2 separate regions of the Mus musculus genome follow, and region 2 is linked to region 1. The links are chromatin contacts, called in public promoter capture Hi-C maps. All regions are on one chromosome and are shown on one strand. The core of a region is the stretch at or near the end of the contact, and the rest is flanking DNA. Distances in the headings are between cores, read along the strand shown.

What was found. Capture Hi-C pulls out chosen DNA fragments and counts their contacts.
Region 2: a contact with region 1 is called in a promoter capture Hi-C map of liver. The contact joins the promoter of Usp54 here to the promoter of Anxa7 in region 1. A contact is called at or near these places in 5 of 39 promoter capture datasets (the C10 cell line, cranial neural crest, frontonasal cranial neural crest and 2 more), 1 of 115 datasets of contacts at active chromatin or transcription factors (embryonic stem cells) and 4 of 9 other capture datasets (adipose tissue, liver, macrophages and 1 more).

Annotation. Positions count from the first base shown.
Region 1 is chr14:20,478,347-20,482,213 of GRCm38.p6, reverse strand. Anxa7 (annexin A7) reads left to right here and starts at 2,081. Exons shown (of 13, transcript NM_001110794.1): 1 at 2,081-2,319.
Region 2 is chr14:20,616,277-20,620,077 of GRCm38.p6, reverse strand. It overlaps Usp54 (ubiquitin specific peptidase 54), which reads left to right and starts at 1,724. Exons shown (of 21, transcript NM_030180.2): 1 at 1,724-1,785.

The DNA of each region.
Region 1 (3,867 bases), core at 832-3,331:
TACTTCCTGATACCATAATCTTGGAGACGAAGACTTAGAAACATCAATTTTGAAGGAGATACATACATTTAGACCATTGCAAAAGTTGAAAAAAAAATCCTTACTGTTTATGAGTCATCTGATTTTTGACAAGGATCAAAGGGATAAACGTTTTTTCCTTCCTTCCTTTTGATTGTTTTTGAGAAAGGATTTCTCTGTGTAGCTGTCCTGGAACTCATTCTGTAGAACAGACTGAATAATAGACCTTTCAACAAACCTTGCTAGAACAATTGGATAGCCACATGCAAAAGAGTAAAGTTGAAGCTCCAGTTCATATCATATAAAGTGAGTTTAAACTGTGTTGTGGGACATGCCTCTAATTCCAGTACAAATGCCGGTATGGCAGGAGGCTCAGGAACTGGGAGGCTGTCCTGGCTACACAGCAAGGCTAAAGTCAACAAAATCGACAGCACTCAGGAGGTAGAGGAAGAAGGATCAGTTCAAGCTCATCTGTGGTCGCACAGCAAGTTTTGAGGTCAGCTTGAGCTATATGAAGACCCAGCCTCAAACACTTTAAAATGGATCAGAGATCTAAAGAACTTCAATGCTTAGAATATATAAATCTTCATGAATTTGTACAATGTTTTCTTAGATATTACACGAGTAGCACAAATGTTGGCTTTCACACCAACTTGGGCAGCCATGTGCAGAGACTCCCCTTGTATGAAGCACCTAGAGACCTCCAGCTGCCAGGCTCCACCCCACAGGCTACTCGAACAGAAGAGTGGGAGTGGCCAGGCCCCGCCCTACAGAAAAAGAAGCTCATGATCTGGCCACCCTGGAAAGGTCTGCACCTCCCCGCCAAGACACCGGATAGAAAGCCTGCTTTCTGCTCACTTCTTCACTGCTTCTTTGCCAAGTCTATTCTGTAAGGTTTGATGTGTGGTGTGACTCTGCTATTCCTTGGCTCCAGGAATACCAGAGGATTCCAGGATACCTTTTACTTCTGGGATGTAACAATGAAAACAAAAAACTACCTTCTTTCAATTTTTTTTTTTTTTTTTTTTTTTTTTTTTTGGCTTTTTGGCTTTTTGAGACAGGATTTCTCTGTGTAGCCCTGACTGTCCTGGAACTCACTCTGTAGACCAGCCTGGCCTCGAATTCAGAAATTCAACTGCCTCAGCCTCCTAAGTGCTGGGATTAAAGGTGTGCGCCACCACTGCCTGGCTTACCTTATTTTAAATTTTATGTTTCAAATATCAAGTGAAAGTGCCTTGGGCCTGTGAGATGGCCCAGTGGTAAATGGGCCTTGCAGCCAAGCCTGGAAAACACAGTGGCATTCTCTCAACCTACATGGTGGAAAGGGAGCACTGTCTCCTCTTCCAAGTTGTCCTCTGACCTCCACATGTGCCCACACTCAGAAATATATCTTATACAAATAAACTTTTTTAAAAACTGTAGTATAGTGGAATTGGCGTGTGCTGAGGTGTGAAGGCATTTGTCTCCATGCCTTACCCAAGTGTTTACCGTGGAGCCTTATGACCTGAATTCCATCCCTGAAAATCACATGGTAGAGGAAGGGAAACAATCCCTACAAGTCATGCTCAGGCTTACATACCCAAATACAATTTTGTCGTGAAAGTGAAAGCCATGGTGGAGAGCTGGCTCAGTCAGGTGCAAATGCCAGCCTGTAATTCTATCACTGAAAATGCATACGTGAATCCCAGGAGCTCACTGATCAGCCATTCTTGCCTTACTGCCCATCAGTCCCAGTAAGACCAACCTTAAAAAAAAAAAAAAAAAAAAAAAAAAAAAAAAAAAAAAGAGGTGAACATTTGGTTGACCTGTAACCTCCATTCATCACTTCACTATGTCTCTGTGTATGTTTTCTTTCCATGTAAGTGCCTCAAATACTTAGTTCTATATATGGTGAGTTTAACACTAATGGACCAGTAGAACTTTGAACCCTGCTTAGTTTTGTTTAATTCAACTCCAGTTCTGTCTACTCACAATTCCCTATAGTCACATGAAACAAACCTAGGTTCTCAGGATCCCCGGAGGCCTGGAGCTCTCTATCTTTGAGTCCCTCTGCTCCGCCCACTTGCGCGGCTCCACCCAAAGCTGCAGTTCCTTTCTACAGTAGCACCACCTGGAGTAGATTTACCTCGCTGAGATATAGACACGTGTTAAAACTAGCTGAGCCACCTGAGGGGCGCAGCGTCCCGCCCGAGCTTGGGGGCGGTCCAAGCAGCTAGCACCCTCGCGCCGCCCATGCGCCACGCCCTCTGGCTCCATATTGCAGGAAAGCGGGCTAGGGTGTGACGCTGCTTTCTCGTTCAGGTGAGGACTCGCACCCCCTCCCCTTGCTGTTCTTCCGTCGGTCAGTCAGCTCGTTCCCAGTCCCTGGTCTGGTCTTCCAACCGTAGTCGTAGAGCCCCGCGCGTGTCCTAACGAGGTGGGCCTCCGGGTGGCGGACGCGGACTCGGACGCGTTTCGGGTGTTTGGGGTGGGTTGGGCATGCTTTCCCTGCGTGCTGGAGGACTGGGAAGGTCTGTGGGTAAATCACTCTGTTAGGCTTAGAGTGGGATGCCAGGCAGCAGTGGTACCCCGCTTTCGGTCAGTTGGGCCGCAAGTGGCGGACTTAAGGCCCGATGGTGGCCCTGGTGAAGCCCCTTGCCAGAAGGCCGACTAGCAGCTCCGAAAGCTGGCTTTGGCTAGTGACTAGACTTTTTGGTGACACAGCAAATTTAGAGGAACTTGAGGAATTTGTGCCGTGCTTAATGACATCTAGGGCAGAATTCACAAGCCTGATATGTAAGCTCCGGTTTAAAATTCTTGGAAACTATTCCAGTAACAATCTAGATTTTTTTTTCCTTGTCCTTGACCCATATCAGCCGTCTAGGTAAGCAAGATGCAGAGGGGAATGGCTAAACCAAGTGAAAAGACGAAAGGTATTTTACTGTTATCCATTACATTCCTTAATTGCTGCCAGGTGATAGCGAGCCATTCTGATAAAGCAATCTGCCCCAATTACAGTACAAGTGTAGTGAGCTACGGTTTAGGCCAGGAAATCATTAGAAACAAGTGGAGTAAATAATTTTGCTCCCGCAAACTTAAACCACCCTTTAGCCCTCGTGGTTAAGTAGAGGGCTACCTTCCCACGCAGAGGACTAAGCCCTGTTTCCCTGTTATCCTCAGTCATTGCTTTAAATGGCCCTTCCGGAACCTAGAGGCGGCTTTTGGGAAACTGTTTCTGTTCTTGCCTGGCCTAAGTCACACTTCCTGTTTCCCTTCCCAGTTTGTCACCGGTCCCCACCCCCAACCCCACCCTTAACTTCTTAGGCCTCTTGCCAGTTGAGAGACTGACATAGATCCACCCTTTTACTAACTGACTCACTGGGTGGAGATGGTTTGGAGAACCAAGATTGGATTTTCCAAGTTTTTCTAAAGGTTGTTTGTAACATTGTTAAAGGGAAAACAAAAGCTCTGGTTCACTCAGAAGAGTCCTGTTAACTTCAGCAGAGCTGAGTAATTTGTTGAGTCACCCTAGGGTTTGTTAGCCTTTTACAAAAAGTTTAAAGTCTACTTTTTGAAGTGATCACATGAGCAATGTTTAAAGGGGCTAAAAGGCCATGAAAAAATGAGCTGCTTTGTCGTTATACCCCCCACATACACACCCACACCCCACACACACCCCACACACACCTGCATGCACTCTCCCAGTCAGGCTGCACCCTTTTCTGCTTCCCTGTCTCCTTCCTGTGAGCTTGTTTACTGAGAGAAGAAAATGGGTGTATTTCTTTAGCAGAACGCTTGTTTTCCACCTGGCTTTGTTTAATTTACCACGTGTGGTAGATGGTTTTATTAATGGATTTTTTAAAAGGACTT
Region 2 (3,801 bases), core at 475-2,974, 140 kb before region 1:
TTTCGGTAGTTAATATATTTTTAAAATTAATCTTTATTTAATTTCAGGTACACAGATGTTTAGCTTATATGTGTATGTATATGTCCTATTAGTCCATTGCCTTCTTGTCTGTATAGGCTAGAAGAGGGTGTCAGATCCCCAGAGAATGGAATTACAGATGGTTCTGAGTTGCCATGTGTATGCTAGGAATTGAACCCAGGTCCTCTGGAAGAGCAGCCAGGGCTCTTAACCACTGAGCCATCTCTCCAACCTCTAATATTTTATCTTAATTGTCAACCTGTCTGGATTTAGAATTACCATTGAAATTGCATACCTAAAGGTATGTCTATGACTGTTTTCAGAAAGGTCTAAAAGGCAGTACCACTCTGAATGTGAGTAGCACTACGGCTTGGGAGCCTGGATTGACTTGAAAAAGTATGAGGAAGGCCAGCCCGAGTTGCTCGTTCTCTGCTTCTTGACTACCACTGCAGGGTGACCAGTTGTCCGGGCTTCTTCCGCTAAGCCTTTCCTGCTGTGAGCCAAAGTAATTTTTTCTCAATTTGCTTTGTTAAATATTTTCTCATAGAGAAAAGACCAAGTACAATTTGGGCATCTTTCTTTCCATTTAGTACTGATCAGTAGAAGTCTGTGCTTTTGCCTTGGTGTGGCACTTCTGTGCCTTGGCACTATGTATTAGAAGACTTGGTTGGAATACTGATAGTGAGCAAGAGAACCAATAGCTTTCTTCTTTTAAACTTGGCACTTGCTTTGCTGCCAAAGGACTGCTTTACTTTTAAGCATATTGTTAAAATGTAAGCTTAATTAGTTTTGGACAGTGTCCATGGTTGTTTAATTTCACCAATAAACTTTAATTAAATCTTTTTTTAGTGACCAAGGATTTTCTCTCAAGGTTTAGAAATAAAGCCAACTTTCATAAATGGCAAGAATTTTGCTGATGAGTTTTTTCCTCAGTATGCTTATAAAACAACTCATTTCAATAAAGCTGTTTAATAAGCAGAGTGATACACAGATACATGTGTGTTGGTCTTCTTGGCCTTTATGCCCTGCCTGCAAATGCAAGTTCTGTTTGACTGATCACATGTTTTAGGGTGGGATCCAACTGCAGCTCCCTAAAGAGGTGTGGAGATCTTGGCTGGAAGAACCTTTAGAGTCAGTTCTTGTTTTAAATCGACTGGCAACCCCAGCAGCTTGGTTTACATAATTTCTATTCATACAGTTTCCTAATTTCTTTAATAGCATGGCCCATTTTAGTGTTTAAGACGGAAGACTTTTGCCCATTACAATGGTTTCACTGCAGATAGTCTTGGGACTTTGAATTGACTCAGACAGCATTGTTTTTGGTGGTTCTCTAGGGCACTGCAAAGGTGTCTTCTCACAGACACCACACAAAGAGTTCTTTTAGGACCAGCCCTTTGGAAGCAGCTGCCACCCTGCAAACCTTACTTTCCGATGACCTTGCCTTCAGGAGTGCCTCTGGATGAAGCAGCCTCTCATATAGTTGTTGTAAACCTCCTGTGACGTTCGTCATAAGTCTTTCCCAGAGTTCTGGTTAGTTCCTTCAGTTTTAGCTTCTCAATGAATTGTTCCTGGTAGTTGGCAAAAAAATTGTTTTATCCCTGACATCCTGTTGTGTGCCTTTGTGGTTAGATGAACAGTTTCCCACTGTTGCTCCTTGCGCTTGTCTCCTCCCTCTGTACCCTAGCCTCTGTTCCGGTCTGTGTCACTGCCCCACAGATGCCCTTGTGAGTGCTTGCAGTTTTTTCCTGAGCTCGAATGGGTTGTCTGGTAAGCATTGTAGTTGTATTAAAACTGTGTAGAGGGAGGATACCATGACTGAGTAGTGTTTGTGAAGTTATTCCAGCCCACCCCACCCTCACCCCTCTAATAGCTTACTTTGAAATTGAGTTTTGAACTCAATTTTCAGGAGATTTTTTTATGTTGTCTTTTTTTTTTTTCTTTCTCCAACCAGATGTTAAATTTGTGAATTTTATTTTCTTCCTCTAACATATATTGTATATATGAACTTGTTAGAATTAAAGGGGAGATTTACAAGTTTAAAGAAAAGAGTTGTAGGTTTAGTGTTTTGAATTTCCTTAAAACAAGTTATTTGTTAGAAGGTTGTATTCTTTGTATTTATTTTTCAAACTCAATATATGGGCTAAGGAAGTAACAGAGGTCCTGTTTTTTGGCTAACCTGTGCAGTAACATTACTTTCAGACGCAGAGTGATGTCCTTTTCCATCACCAGAATGTTCTTGGTAAAATTCATTTAGATTTTGACAGTATGTTTTCATTCTGGGAAGTGGTTTGCTGAGTATTTCAGAGTGGCAGATGCTTGCTTCTAGAGAGTACTTTAGGAAGTTAGATTTGGTCATTAGACCTTTTCCCTTCTGGTATGAGGTATTTTGATCCTTTGAAAATAAAATGTTTTATATTTGATGCTCAGGTTATTCCAATGCCATTTGAACAGTATTTCATAATGCTATTATTTTCTTGGATTGTATATTTTGACCTTCATCTAAGAAATAGTGGGGTGCATGCATGTGTGTGTGTGTGCGCTTGCACTCACATTTTTTAAAAGCTTTGGGTTCTGTAGAACTGCTACTAACAATATGAGGAAAATTTACTGAGATTTTATTGCTGTTTAGTTGAATCTGCTTTATAAGTGGAGGTTGTGCTTGTACAATAATAATTTCTTGATCTCCTAGGTTCTATGCTAAATGCTACACATATATTTCTAATTTTCACTACAACCCTGACAAGTAGATAGTATTTTTCCTTATCATGCATAGGTAGAACTTCTCCCTGTCCTCTTCAGACCCTTGCAGTATGAGAATGACTCCCACCTTTTAAGAGCTAAGGACACCCAAGGAGCTGAAGGGGTCTGCAACCCAATAGGTGGAACAACACTGAACTAACCAGTACCCCCAGAGCTCTTGTCTCCAGCTGCATATGTAGCAGAAGATGGCCTAGTTAGCCATCATTGGGAAGATAGGCCCCTTGATATTGCAAACTTTATATGCCCCAGCACAGGGGAACGCCAGGGCCGAGAAGCGGGAGTGGGGGTGGGGGAGGCTAGGGGAGCAGGGTGGGGGAAGGGTATAGGGAACTTTCGGGATAGCATTTGAAATGTATATAAAGAAAATATCTAATAAAAAAAAAGAGCTAAGGACATGCTGTGTGTCCAGTAATGTTCATTTGAGTAGTTGCTACCATTATTACAAGTTTCCAGTGAAAGAGCAGTATGGAAGGCCACCCCCACTCCCTTGTAAGTGGTAGGGTTAACATTTGAACTGACTCAAAGGCTGGAGTTCAGTAGCTTTTGAGAATATGAAAGACTTTTAGGATAGATTTCAGTACCTCCTGGTTTTTACTGCTCTCACTGAAGAGAGCTTTGTTTGTGTTCTTTCTGATTCCTTGCTTTGTACTCTCTGTCACCTCCCTTCCCAGTCACGTGCTTGCTTTCTCACACTGGAGTTGCTCGTACCATTCTGTGCCAGTGTTCTCCTGACAGAAATGAGTCAAGATGCTGTTATCATTGGCTTCCTCTGCAATTTTCCTCTTAGTGTTACTGTCAATGTATTTTCATAATTGTGCAAAATAGCCCAGGTACTAATGTGTTTATAATGATTGTAAAATAATTCATAGTTGTAATCAAGTATCTAAATTATAAAAGCATTCCTTAGTGATTTAAAAAATTAGGAAGGAAAAAACATCTTTGGTTCTTAGTGATTTAACAAGAAGGTTATATAGGGTTTCTTTTCTTTTCTTTTCGTTTTTTTTTTTTTTTTTTTCTTTCCAG